Regions from separate parts of the Mus musculus genome. Here region 1 is linked to region 2. Evidence: chromatin contacts called from public HiChIP or PLAC-seq data. All regions are on one chromosome and are shown on one strand. Each heading gives the region's core, a stretch centred on a gene start, on an enhancer-like site or on the middle of the called end of the contact. The rest is flanking DNA. Distances are from core to core; before and after follow the strand shown. Region 1 has its middle 50 kb from the start of Gm35615. Region 2 overlaps Gm46401 (a long non-coding RNA gene).

The links. HiChIP or PLAC-seq counts read pairs in DNA pulled down with a chosen protein or histone mark.
Region 1: an H3K4me3 HiChIP or PLAC-seq map of bone marrow-derived macrophages shows a contact between it and region 2, with 7 times the contacts expected there. The contact joins two enhancer-like sites. A contact is called at or near these places in 1 of 484 Hi-C or Micro-C datasets (adipose-derived mesenchymal stem cells) and 2 of 115 datasets of contacts at active chromatin or transcription factors (bone marrow-derived macrophages and cardiomyocytes).

Annotation. Positions count from the first base shown.
Region 1 is chr13:6,236,253-6,242,592 of GRCm38.p6, reverse strand. No RefSeq gene overlaps it. Among named protein-coding and RNA genes, the nearest start is that of Gm35615, 50 kb to the left of the region's middle. Within about 2 kb of position 1,547, at least 18 of the 459 cell types and tissues checked have an H3K27ac peak or open chromatin away from gene starts, as enhancers often do. A contact at or near this core is called in bone marrow-derived macrophages, where this site is marked.
Region 2 is chr13:5,935,246-5,941,064 of GRCm38.p6, reverse strand. The region is part of intron 1 of Gm46401 (a long non-coding RNA gene); the gene reads right to left. Among named protein-coding and RNA genes, the nearest start is that of Gm46401, 22 kb to the right of the region's middle. Within about 2 kb of position 1,489, at least 25 of the 459 cell types and tissues checked have an H3K27ac peak or open chromatin away from gene starts, as enhancers often do. A contact at or near this core is called in bone marrow-derived macrophages, where this site is marked.

The sequences.
Region 1 (6,340 bases), core at 298-2,797, 300 kb before region 2:
AGCTGGGGAATCTCCAAGGTTGCGTGGCTCTGTCTAAGTGACCTTGGGAATTTATTGGACATACTTCAATCTCTGAAATTGCCACAATAGTGTGGGGTGGTTTCCTATTCAGAAAGAGGCTGACCATCCCCTACTTCTATAGTCAGCTTCTCAGAGATCACATCTGAATTTCAGATGGTGTTTTTACAGTGGTAGGATGACTCCAGAAGTAGAAAGGGAAGACGGAGAGGAGCAGTAGGAGGAAGGAGAGGACTAAGAGGTTCAAAAGAAGCAGGTGGAGAAGATGGGAAGGGATGGAAGAACAGAGGATGGGAAGGAGGAAAAGGAAAATGAGGAAGGGGACCAGCAGGAAGGAAGACGAGTTTGAGAATCAGGAAGAGAAGGAAGGAAAGATGAGGAGCAGGAGGGGAAGAGACAGACTCATATTTAGAATATCCTTTTGAATCACAATGCAAATGTTGTGTTAGCTGAAGCTCCCAGGTGACATTTGACAATGGTTTACTTCATGTCCTTATTTCGGGGTTGTGTTCATATATGATAGGCACGGGCCAGTGCACTAGCTACTGTGCCCAGGATTTGGCAGGCAGTTTTATTTGATGAGGCTGCTATCAAGTAATCTCTTGTTGTGGCAAAATCTGTGGCTGGGGGAGTTGCAGCCACTGTGGTCTCATGCTCTGGGTCAGGAGATTGAATTCTGAAGCGTAGACTTACCATCTCTGATCTTGGCTTCTAAATGAAGCGACCACTCAGTGAGGCATGCTATGTTGGGGCTCAGGACTGACAGAGTCATTATTGCACTTTCAACTTGATCTGTCTCCTGTGCAGCATGAGCTACTTTGCAAAATAAAATAAAACTTCTTAAAGCCAAATGAAGAAAAAAAAAAAAAAAAGGAAGTAGATTGTATCAAACAAGCTTCCTATTCTTAGCTACTGACACTGCCAAAAGCACAGGCAGAAGATCCTGCACTGGTTACTCACACACTCCCGCAGAGATACACACATGATCCAGGGTCTCTCTACTGTTTTGTTTTTTAAGTTTGAGCCAGAGCAATACTGACTAACCAGTATTAGGATCCTGGTTCTGCTACTTGTAAGCTATACTCAATAAGTCCCATTAGGACAAGAAACTTAAACTTGTTTACCTGTCCTGAGATTGTGACCAGCAATGAAATTATACAAATGCACGCATGCCTGCACATTTTCACACCACATGCATTTGTGTGCTCCCTTGAGAACACACAGCATAGAATCTGGTACAGGGGGAAGTAAGTGGAAACTTCTGATATATCTGCCAGTGAATATTTTCTCTTCCTTATACTGTGCTGAAACCGGTACACTGTTATCCTAGGTTTCCTGACTTCTTTCTGATTTCAGTACCCGGGAATAATAGCATAGAAGTAGTCACTAAAGTAGAAAGTGCTACCCAAGCTCAATTGCTTGAGCTTGGTCCATGTTTTCTTAATACTCCAGCCCTCAAAGGATCCCTGATGCCCTGGCGTAGTAATAGCTTCTGTTCCCTTCCCTCGAGGTGGCACTGCAGCCTGCTTCCTGCTGTTGCTGACCTCTGATCCTATTGGCTTTGAATGGCATCCATAATCTATTTAGGTCATCCCTAGTGTGAAATCTTCAATTCACCCTCTGGGTGCTTTCTTTCTGCTTGCAGAAGATGATGATCCACTGAGATAAACTGGAATGCTGGGTGGTCTTGACCAAACACAAAGAGAAAAGTGACTAGGCATAGAGATTAGCATGCTGGACTTAAGATGACTAAAGGAAAATGAGATTGTTAGGACTAGACTGAATCTGGTGTTCCTGGTGTCTTTGTAAAAAGAGGAGATTAAGACATGGACATCCAAGGGAGACAAGCATGTGTAAAGATGTCAAGGAAAAGAGAGTTAACTGTGGACCAACCCTGCTGAAACTTTGACCTCAGACTTCCAGGCTCCAGTATTGTGAGAAGACAGATGTGTGTCATTTAAATCACCTTTCTCTATTCTGTGGTACTTTGTTAGGGCCTCGCCAGACAACCAAGATACTTTGTTTTCCTAAAAAGAACTCATAGTCTTTAGTGGGCCAGTAGGACCTAGCACGGGAAGCAGGCCTGGATTCTAGTTTCTAGGTGCCTTAATTTTTTGTTGTTGTTGTTTTGAGAGGACAAGCTCTGTATTTCTTCTTCCTTTGTTTTATAATAGGGAGGCCCCACTAGGGTGGTTGTTAGACTCTACTTCACAAAGAGCTGACTTTCAGACAATAGAAACCTCCTTTAATGCCCTTATAGACAATGGACTACGCTTCACCAAAAGAAGTATAGAGAAGCAGAGAAATCAGTTGAGGTCAAACTGTTGGCTCTGGTGAACAGTCTCCTATGTTGCTAATGCCCAGCCTCTCACAATGAAACACTCTAGATTCCTATCTTGTGTTCTCAGAAGACAAAAAGCATCACACATATGTGAGAGTTGGTTAGAGTTAGAGTCGTCCAGTGAGTAAGCATTCCTGCTTCATTGTGTGTTAGGAAAGCCGTGTGAATTATGCATTCCATAAAGCAAAGTGGTGTCTTGTGAACTGTAAATCCAGTTTTAAAAGCATCTTTCTTGGAGTCATGTCTGATACCAGTAGGCAGGGGAAAAGAGGTGGGGAGCCTAGCCTTGGAGAGCAAAGGCTCCAAGTGGGCTTGCAGTAATCACAGAACAGCCAGGAGGAATTATCAGAGAAGGATAACCCCCGAGCATATGCTAGGAACTACAGGTTTTGGGTTTTTTTTTTAAGATTTATTTATTTTATGTATGTGAGTACACTGTAGTTTTACAGATGGTTGTGAGCCTTCATGTGGTTGTTGGGAATAGTTTTGGACCTCTGCTCCCTCCGGTCAGCCCTGCTGGCTCCCACCCAAAGATTTACTTTATTATTATACATAATACACTCTAGCTGTCTTTAGACACACCAGAAGAGGACATCAGATCTCATTCCAGGTGGTTGTGAGCCACCATGTGGTTGCTGGTATTTGAACTCAGGACCTTCAGAAGAGCAGTCAGTGCTCTTACCTGCTGGGCCAACTCGCCAACCTGGGGCTCCAGTTTTGACAGTAATGTCTAGGTGTTCTGCTTACAGGAGATGAAATCATGGTTGCTTATTATGACTATCATTTACTCTACTGGAGTATGGGGCATGTTACAGGTAGACTTCAAATCTTGGGCACATTCTTTACTGCTAAAATGAGGATATGTGTTTAATGGGTGTTTAGTATTCCATTAAATGTCAGAATTTCTCTGTGATTGGGTTACCTCACTCAGGATGATGCCCTCCAGGTCCATCCATTTGCCTAGGAATTCCATAAATTCATTTTTTTAAATAGCTGAGTAGTATTCCATTGTGTAAATGTACCACATTTTCTGTATCCATTCCTCTGTTGAGGGGCATCTGGGTTCTTTCCAGCTTCTGGCTATTATAAACAAGGCTGCTATGAACATAGTGGAGCATGTGTCCTTCTTACCGGTTGGGACATCTTCTGGACATATGCCCAGGAGAGGTATTGCTGGAACCTCCGGTAGTACTATGTCCAATTTTCTGAGGAACCACCAGACTGATTTCCAGAGTGGTTGTACAAGCTTGCAATCCCACCAACAATGGAGGAGTGTTCCCCTTTCTCCACATCCTCGCCAGCATCTGCTGTCACCTGAGTTTTTGATCTTAGCCATTCTGACTGGAGTAAAGTGGAATCTCAGGGTTGTTTTGATTTGCATTTCCCTGATGATTAAGGATGTTGAACATTTTTTCAGGTGTTTCTCTGCCATTCGGTATTCCTCAGGTGAGAATGGACCTGGAGGGTATCATCCTGAGTGAGGTAACCCAATCACAAAGGAACTCGCACAATATGTACTCACTGATAAGTGGATATTAGCCCAGAAACTTAGGATATCCAAGTTATAAGATACAACTTGCCAAACGCATGAAATTCAAGAAGAACGAAGACCAAAATGTGGACACTTTACCCTTTCTTAGAAATGGGAACAAAACACCCATGGAAGGAGTTACAGAGACAAAATTTGGAGCTGTGACGAAAGGATGGACCATCTAGTGATTGCCATATGCAGGGATCCATCCCATAATCAGCTTCTAAATGCTGACACCATTGCATACACTAGCAAGATTTTGCTGAAAGGACCCAGATATAGCTGTCTCTTGTGAGACTATGCCGGGGCCTAGCAAACACAGAAGTGGATGATCACAGTCAACTATTGGATGGGTCACACGGCCCCCAATGGAGGAGCTAGAGAAATTACCCAAGGAGCTAAAGGGAACTGCAAGCCTATAGGTGGAACAACAATATGAACTAACCAGTACCCCGGAGCTCTTGTCTCTAGCTGCATATGTATCAAAAGATGGCCTAGTTGGCCATCACTGCAAAGAGAGGCCCATTGGACTTGTAAACTTTATATGCCCCAGTACAGGGGAACGCCAGGGCCAAAAAGGGGGAGTGGGTGGGTAGGGGATTGGGGGGGTGGGTATGGGGGACCTTTGGGATAGCATTGAAAATGTAAATGAGGAAAATACCTAATTTAAAAAAAAATTCTCTGTGATGTCTGCGGTGGGTAGTAAGAGAATGGAAGGCATTATAGCTTCTACAAGCTACACTTCCTCAGCTCAGCCAACAGTTGCATTTAGTTTTCAACATATGATTAAACATAGTCACATTTTGAGGATCTGAACTTTGGGAGACATCTCAGTTTGGAAGACCCAAACCTCTAATCCTCCATTCTTCATTTATCAAGGGGTACATCACTGTTTTAACACACTGAGGTTTGGCAGTTCAATTTTGTTCAGGAATAAAGCATTGATGGATGAGAAAGCTACTTCCCCTCCTGGTGAGATGAATATTCCATCTTTTTATCACAGTTAACAGAGTTCATCTGCATCCAGATTTCAGGTCTGGTCTCTAGAAATGAAGGAGGTAGCTTGCATCTCTTCTGCAGAGAGTTAATTATGTCCTGATGGTGCCCAGATGCCCAGTACCCACTGCATGCCTACTGTAGTGCTGTAGATTTACAGCTTGCCTGCCCTTAAAAACCACACCTATCATTGGCTTTCAAGATTGTGGGAGAGAACACTGTCAACATTTCATCACTTAGCAAGAGAAGAAGGATGACTCTATGTCGTATACATTTTGTCCTTTTGTAGCTCTTGCATAACTGTGCCTTACTCAAGGAATATGTGGACTTAAGGACTGACCACACAGCTAAGTTGGTCTTCCAGTTATCCGAGTAGTTAGAGCCCCTGGGAGCTTCTTGTTCTTCTGGAATGTTCTCCTGATTCACAGGGCAAATCAGACCTGATTATGAGAGTTGGCCCTATTCTATAAGCATGACTGTAGAAGATTTGCCCGTAAAAGTACAGGTATGCAGTGACATCCAACCTGGAAATACAATAAAATTAACAGCAATGTACTTTCCCCAATGCTCTCATTTTCATAATGAAAGTTTTCCTGGTCAGAGCTGAACTAGGACATAACAGAGAGGTTATTTATTTATGTACTTATTTATTTTGCTATTTTCTGTTTCCACACAATGATTAATAAAAAGAAGCAGGAAACGTGGCAGTTTCCTGCAAGACTAGGCTACTTTTCTCAGAAGCATGGTATCTTCTGGAATTTAGGGAGAAATTTATGTAGAAATAGGCAGCGAGGTGCATTAGAAGGAAACTTGAGATACCATCTTAACATCGTAACATTCAGTCACTACTAGTAATTCTAGCCATTTAAAACTTTGGGGTTAGACTCTGGTCTTCCTTACCAGAGACGCTGGAATGTTCTCCTAAGCCACAAAGTGAACAAGACCTCTGTACCTGTTTGTTGAGTGACTCATGGGCGGTAGCTGATACGCTAAAGGATGTAGGAAAAGGGTCGGGATGCAAAGGTATGTGGGCTGGCTTCCTGCTCAGCAGGAGTAACAGTACGGACTCTCCTGCACAGCATCTAAGGGATGCTCAATGTACAGTGTAATACCCTAACAGCTTCCAGCAGCTGAAAGGCTGTGCTTCGGGTTGTGTAAGTTCAGAAACACAAAATCTAGCATAATGGTCATTTTCTGACGTCTCCTCCGGATCCTCTTCTTCTTTCTTCTTCCCCCTCCTCTTCTTAAATGCTTTTTTCCATAGAATATATTTTGACCATGTTTTCCCTTCCAGAAACTCCTCCCAGATCCTCCCTACCTACCCAGCAGCCAATACCCATGCTCTCAAAAATATACCTCAAATCTCAGGAAAGACATCAGAATTATTCTGATATTCAATGCCTCTACTACAGTATGAAGCTCAGTTCCACTGATAGTTACCTTTCCAACTTCTT
Region 2 (5,819 bases), core at 240-2,739:
TATAGCTAGAACTCAACAGACTGTGAGAGAAGCTTGCCTAGCTGGCTTTACAATGCTTTTTGGTATCACATCTTGGTTTTCACTGATCTGTGCTTCATTGAGAGAAGTACAGCAGAGATCTTCTGGTGTCCCTGCTGGTCCCTGTCACTCCCACTGACAAATGCTGGTTCCGCAGAGACCTGGCTGTTTCTGTTGAGTCGTGCCTCTGCTGCTGATTGCTGTTTCCTATCTTGACGCTCCTGAACCGGGCTGCTGTTGTATTCGTGAAGTATTTGCGAGTGCATTGAGCTGCCGCTGCTGATTCCTGTGAACTAAACTGCTGATTTCCTGACAACACAGATTGGATTTGCTCCAAAGAATAATTTCTAAATAGGTCCACTTCCCCAATATCTATCTTTCTTTCTTTCTTTCTTTCTTTCTTTCTTTCTTTCTTTCTTTCTTTCTTTCTTTCTTTCTTTCTTTTTTTTTTTTATGTCTTAACTAGCTTAGTGGCTAGAATGGCTGTGCCAGTCTTGAGCCTCCGTGTGCCTAACACACCCCCTCCAATATTCTTGAGTTAATACTTAAATCTTTATTTCATCTCTGCTCCCCCCCAGACCCAGTGGCCACTCCCCCCAACTCTTACATGGCTGGATGATTTTTCTCCTGCAACTCTTAAGTCTGATTTCTCTGCTTCCCCATCATGGTGATTCCACTCCTTCTTCCCTTAGTCCCTTGTCTGGGAAAACTAAAAGTCCTGCCTCTGTCTCCCTGCCCGGCCATTGGCTGTTAGTAACTTTATTAACCAATCAAAACCGAATTGGGAACAGGGACCCTCAGCATCTTAATTACCTTTCTTTCCCACTACTTCTGGTGGGTGGTGGGCTAGCTTAAGGGAGGTTAAAGCATGTAAGTACCATGATTTAAAGTAGTGTTTCAAAAATCAAAGTCAACACTTCTCAGTCAACAACACATCATCAGTTCCACAAGCCTCAATAATCTCGAAAACGGTTGCTGTCAGTTTTCATGCTAATAAAGCCGTGATGTGTTGTTCACAGCAGTAGATTATCGTGTTTACCCACCATGCTAGAGTCTTACCACGCTCATGTAATAGAAATTTACAATATTTGAAAGGAAGGAAATATAAGGTGTAACATAATAGAGATCAATGTACTGAATGGATAGCTTCATTTTAAGATGTAAAATAAACAAAAATAAATATATAGAAGGGTGAACTCTCCTTTTTTGTCATAATATTTAGCACATATATTTTAATCAGATATTGAAACAATGTATGCTGTTTATCAGTACTATCATATATATTATGAACACTATAGTAAATGGGTATTTTAATATTTATATATCCAAATTTAAAAATGACACATGTTCAAAAATCTAAAGAATGCATATTCTTGAGTGACTAAGTAGATGAATACTGGATTCATAAAATGAGTAAAGAGGAAGACATAGTCACAACGTAACCGCCACTAATCTTCCCCTCTTCTGTAGCTCACAGAGAAGCTTCAGACTGGAAAGGGAAGTGAGAGGCTCTATCAGTTGAAGGTTTCCAGGATGCAGCAGTAAGTGACGACAGACTTTAAAAGTTCATCCTGCCTGCTGTTTCTAAAACATATTATTGCTTCACTTCTCTGGCACCCATATAAATAAAAAACAAATCCATTCATCTAATAACAAGAAGACAACTAGGTGTAAATTCTAGAGAATGAAAACTCGGAACAACACCCCTGTAATTTGCTGTTAATTGCAGCATCCAGGTTTTCTCAACGTCTTTTGTTCCATAAAGTTATCTCAGGAGAGACACTATTCCTCACAAAAAGTTGTTTTAAAATTTTCTATAATAATAGAAGACCAAATGTCATCCCTAACTAAGAGCATCTGAAGGTTAAACTCACCACTGAATGGAAAAAAAAATAGGGTGATAAAAAAGGATGGATTTCACCTGGATCGATGACAGACCCTGTCTTCCACAAGGCCTGTGCCTCTAAGTGACAATGTCTACTTTGTTGGGTTTTGCCTGCAACTAGTTGCTACAAAAACAGAACAGAACAAAACAAAACAAAACAACACACCAAGCAAACAAGAACATAAACTCTGTATCCTCCTTTTGCTCCAGTCATACATAGAAGAGTCTGTCTAGGAGGCAGAGATCAAACACGCCCATTCATAGATGTCTAAGGGGAATATGAGAAAACACATGTCCATTACTTCTCATTACAAGAAAAGAACTTCTCATAGTGTACATATTCTGGCAGACATTTTTTTTCATGTATCAATTTAGAATGTTCTTGGGATAGGCATTTTTACTCACCAACAGGTAAGGGGATAATTAAACCTAAACAGAATAAATCTAAACCAAACGTGAGGAAAGGAATTTGAGTGACTTAGACCAGCATTCAGTTTCCTACTTTTAAGAACATGAGGAATGAACTCTGCGTGTCAGAGCTACTCAAGTTTCCCTCCATCTCCACATCTTTATTCGTGTCCACATTTTCTTTTTATTCATCACTCTCCTCCTCCTCCTCCTTCTCTTGCTCCTCTTCCTTCAATTGTCCATGTTCATGTTTGTATACATGCATATGTAGGTATATATGATGCTGGCATCTGTATATTGTGTGGACATGTTTTTGTAAATTTGTGTATGAGTGTCCATATTTGCTTCACGACAGCAAACCTGTATAATTTGTGTGTATGAGTGTGTACTACTTCTCTGTTGCTGTCATTCAGCATCATTACCAAGACAACTTATAGAAGCGATGGTTTATTTGGTCTTGTAGTTGTAGAGAGAGAGAGAGATGGCAGCAGATTGCTGGAGCAGGAAGTTGAGAAATCACATCTTCAGCGGTAATCATGAAGCAGAGTAAACTGGAAGAGGGAATGAGGTTATAATCTTTCAAGGCCCACTCCCCATGTCATACTTCCTCCAGCACGCCTTCACCTCCTAAAGGTTCCTTAACTTCCCCAAACTGCACCACCAACTGGGGACCAAGTGTTCAAATACTCATTCAAACCACCACAGTATGTCTGTATGCATATGCATGTCATTGTATTTTACGTATGTATGTGTATTTATAAATGAGCCTGTATGTGTGTGTGCCTCTGTGTATTGATATATTGGGGTGTGCATGCATTTATGTATGTTTGTATGTGTGAGCATGTGTGAGTGTATGTGTGTTCTATATGTTTGTTTGTATGTATGTACATGTGTGTGTTTGTGCTTGTATATGTGTCACTATGTATGTTTGCGTGTGTGTTCACTTCTTCATAAGTGTATATCTGTGTTGCTAATTCCCTACATCTGGTTAACACTAATTTGAGGCAGACTGGAGCTGCCTGAGGGATACTTCTTGGACAATGTCATCTATGAGTCAAACACAAGCAACTGTTAGTTTCAGTCCTCTTAGAGGAGCAGTGTGTGAAACAAGAAGCATTGTTCTTCCCTCTAGGGACTGACAAACTGGTGAGAAAATTACAAATCTCTTCTTGTTAAGCTGTGCCTGGACAGATTTTGACTCTGTAGAAAGCCAGCTAGCAGACCCTGGACCTGAGCCATTCCACTTCTCCAGAGATAATCTTACAAACCTATATCAAACTCCTTCACACAGCCATCTCTCGGAACAATCTGTCCTGGCTTACAATTCCTCCTTTGCACTCAAATTCACCTCAGAGAAGAATTTAGGGCCAGTTTATGGTGTTCAGAAATGCAAGGGAGACAAAGATAAAGGAAGAAAGATGCCTTTCCACTGCATGGATGCACAGAACCCCAACATATACCTCTGCCCCAAAGCTGAGCCTTGTAGAATATCAACATCATGCCCAGGGACATGCTGCCAAGCAGAAGTGTCTCTTTCCTGTCATCCACATCTTTCAGATGAAGCTCCATCTCCATCACCTTTCTCCTTCCCTGAGTAGAGTACAGATCTGACTCCAGCAGAAGTGTACAGAGTTTAAGGGCAGCTGGGCTACTTCAAGACAAATATATGAATCTATGTCAGCAACCCTCAAAGAAAAAATCAGTCACCAAGATGTTAGGGTTTGAGGATTTAAACCTAAGTGGTTTTGTTTACTTGCTTTGCTTGTTTGTTTTTAAATGGGGTCTCAATTGTATTGCCCAAGCTTGCCTTGAACTCCTGTGTTCCAATAATCCACTAACCCCAGCCCCTTGATTAGCTGAGACTATATGTATATACTATCATGACCAGCTGGAAGAGAAGTGTATTCTGGAAATGAAATATCTATGAAATTACCTTACCACAGCACTAAGAAGGCTGAGCTGAGGGAATCACAGGTCTGAGGCCAACCCTGGGCTACTTGGTAAATTACTTAATAAAAAGCAAAGCAGTGGGGAGGGGATAGGGGATTTTTGAAGAGGAAACTAAGAAAGGGGATAACATTTGAAATGTAAATAAAGAAAATATCTAATAAAAATATTAATAAGAAAAACAAAACAAACATGTATAACATTAAATTCATATTCAATGAACATTTCTTATAAATAAAGTTATGATCTGTTACTTAACATATGACTTAGTATGTGTTTGCCTTCACTTTTCTTAATTTATTTGCTTATTAACATGTTCACATAGTCAATAATGGCGAGTAGAATAGATACTATGGCCTGGTGAAAATTATAAGTTGTGAAAACTTATTTACCATGGGGAACACAGAATGCAGTGGTGTTTTTCCTGAACATATGTCTGTGTGGGGATGTTGGATCCCCTGAAACTGAAATTACAGACAGTTGTGAGCTGCCATGTGTGTCCTGAGAATTGAACTCAGATCCTCTGCAAGAGTAACCAGTGCCCTTAACCACTCTAGTCCCTTGCTGCCCTATGAGTCCTGGGCTGATAAAAGCTGAAAAGCAATAACATTTACTCAAAAATGTGCAAAAGGAATTATCACTCTTCTAGTGTCTTAGGTCTGAAGAAGGCAAAGGACTCTGAGTGGAAGAAATTCTCTAAGGCTCAGAGGGAGGTGAGAAGCAACCCAAGAAGAGAGGAGAGGTGACAGCAGTTGAGGGCTGTGGTGTTAGGGGACAGTATCAGTCACAATAAGGATATTGCCCTCCATTAAAGGTTTATGAACAGGACCTCTACAAACTCTCAAGGGCCTGGTGCCTGGGTGTGCAAAACTAGACTCCCTGAATTCCCTGTGGTGACCACTTGAACTCCCAGGAACTCAGCAGCTGAACTAAGTGGTGCTATCCACCTGGACCAGAGGAAGTTTCCTTTTCCAGGGTGTGATGGTTAGAAAAGAAATGCGTAACCAGTCAAGATGCTGAGAATGAAGGATGGTTGAGTGTTCATCCCTAAGTACAGCAACTTTAGTAATCCCTCTAATGCCAGGAACCTCATGAAAAAGAGAGTAGAAAGACTTTAAGAACTGGAGAATGGGCAGGACTATGACTTCTGGGTAAGATACAGCAGATGTAATCAAGAACATCAGCATTATGGCTGCCTCCCATGACCTGCACAAAAACATTAGACATGGAAGTAGATAGGAAAGTAGTTGGGAAGGAGGAGGTCTATGAGTGTTGGAAAGGGATAACAGGGTAATGAAAGATGGATATGTTTGTAGTATATTACATACACGCATGAAATTGTTAAAAAATGCCCTCAGAGCCTTTTAAACAGGATGGAGAGAGAGGAGTGTTGAGTAATTTGGATGCCCTCCAGCTTTTTGGCTTCTATAGTTATGCGGGTACCATTTTGCAACTTCAGAGGATGAAGTCAACTTTTGTTCTTGCCGTGCTGAGGTTGAAGTGCCCATCCTACCTTCCCATGGAATGGCCAGCATACTACTGTAAGCTCTGTAATGAGACA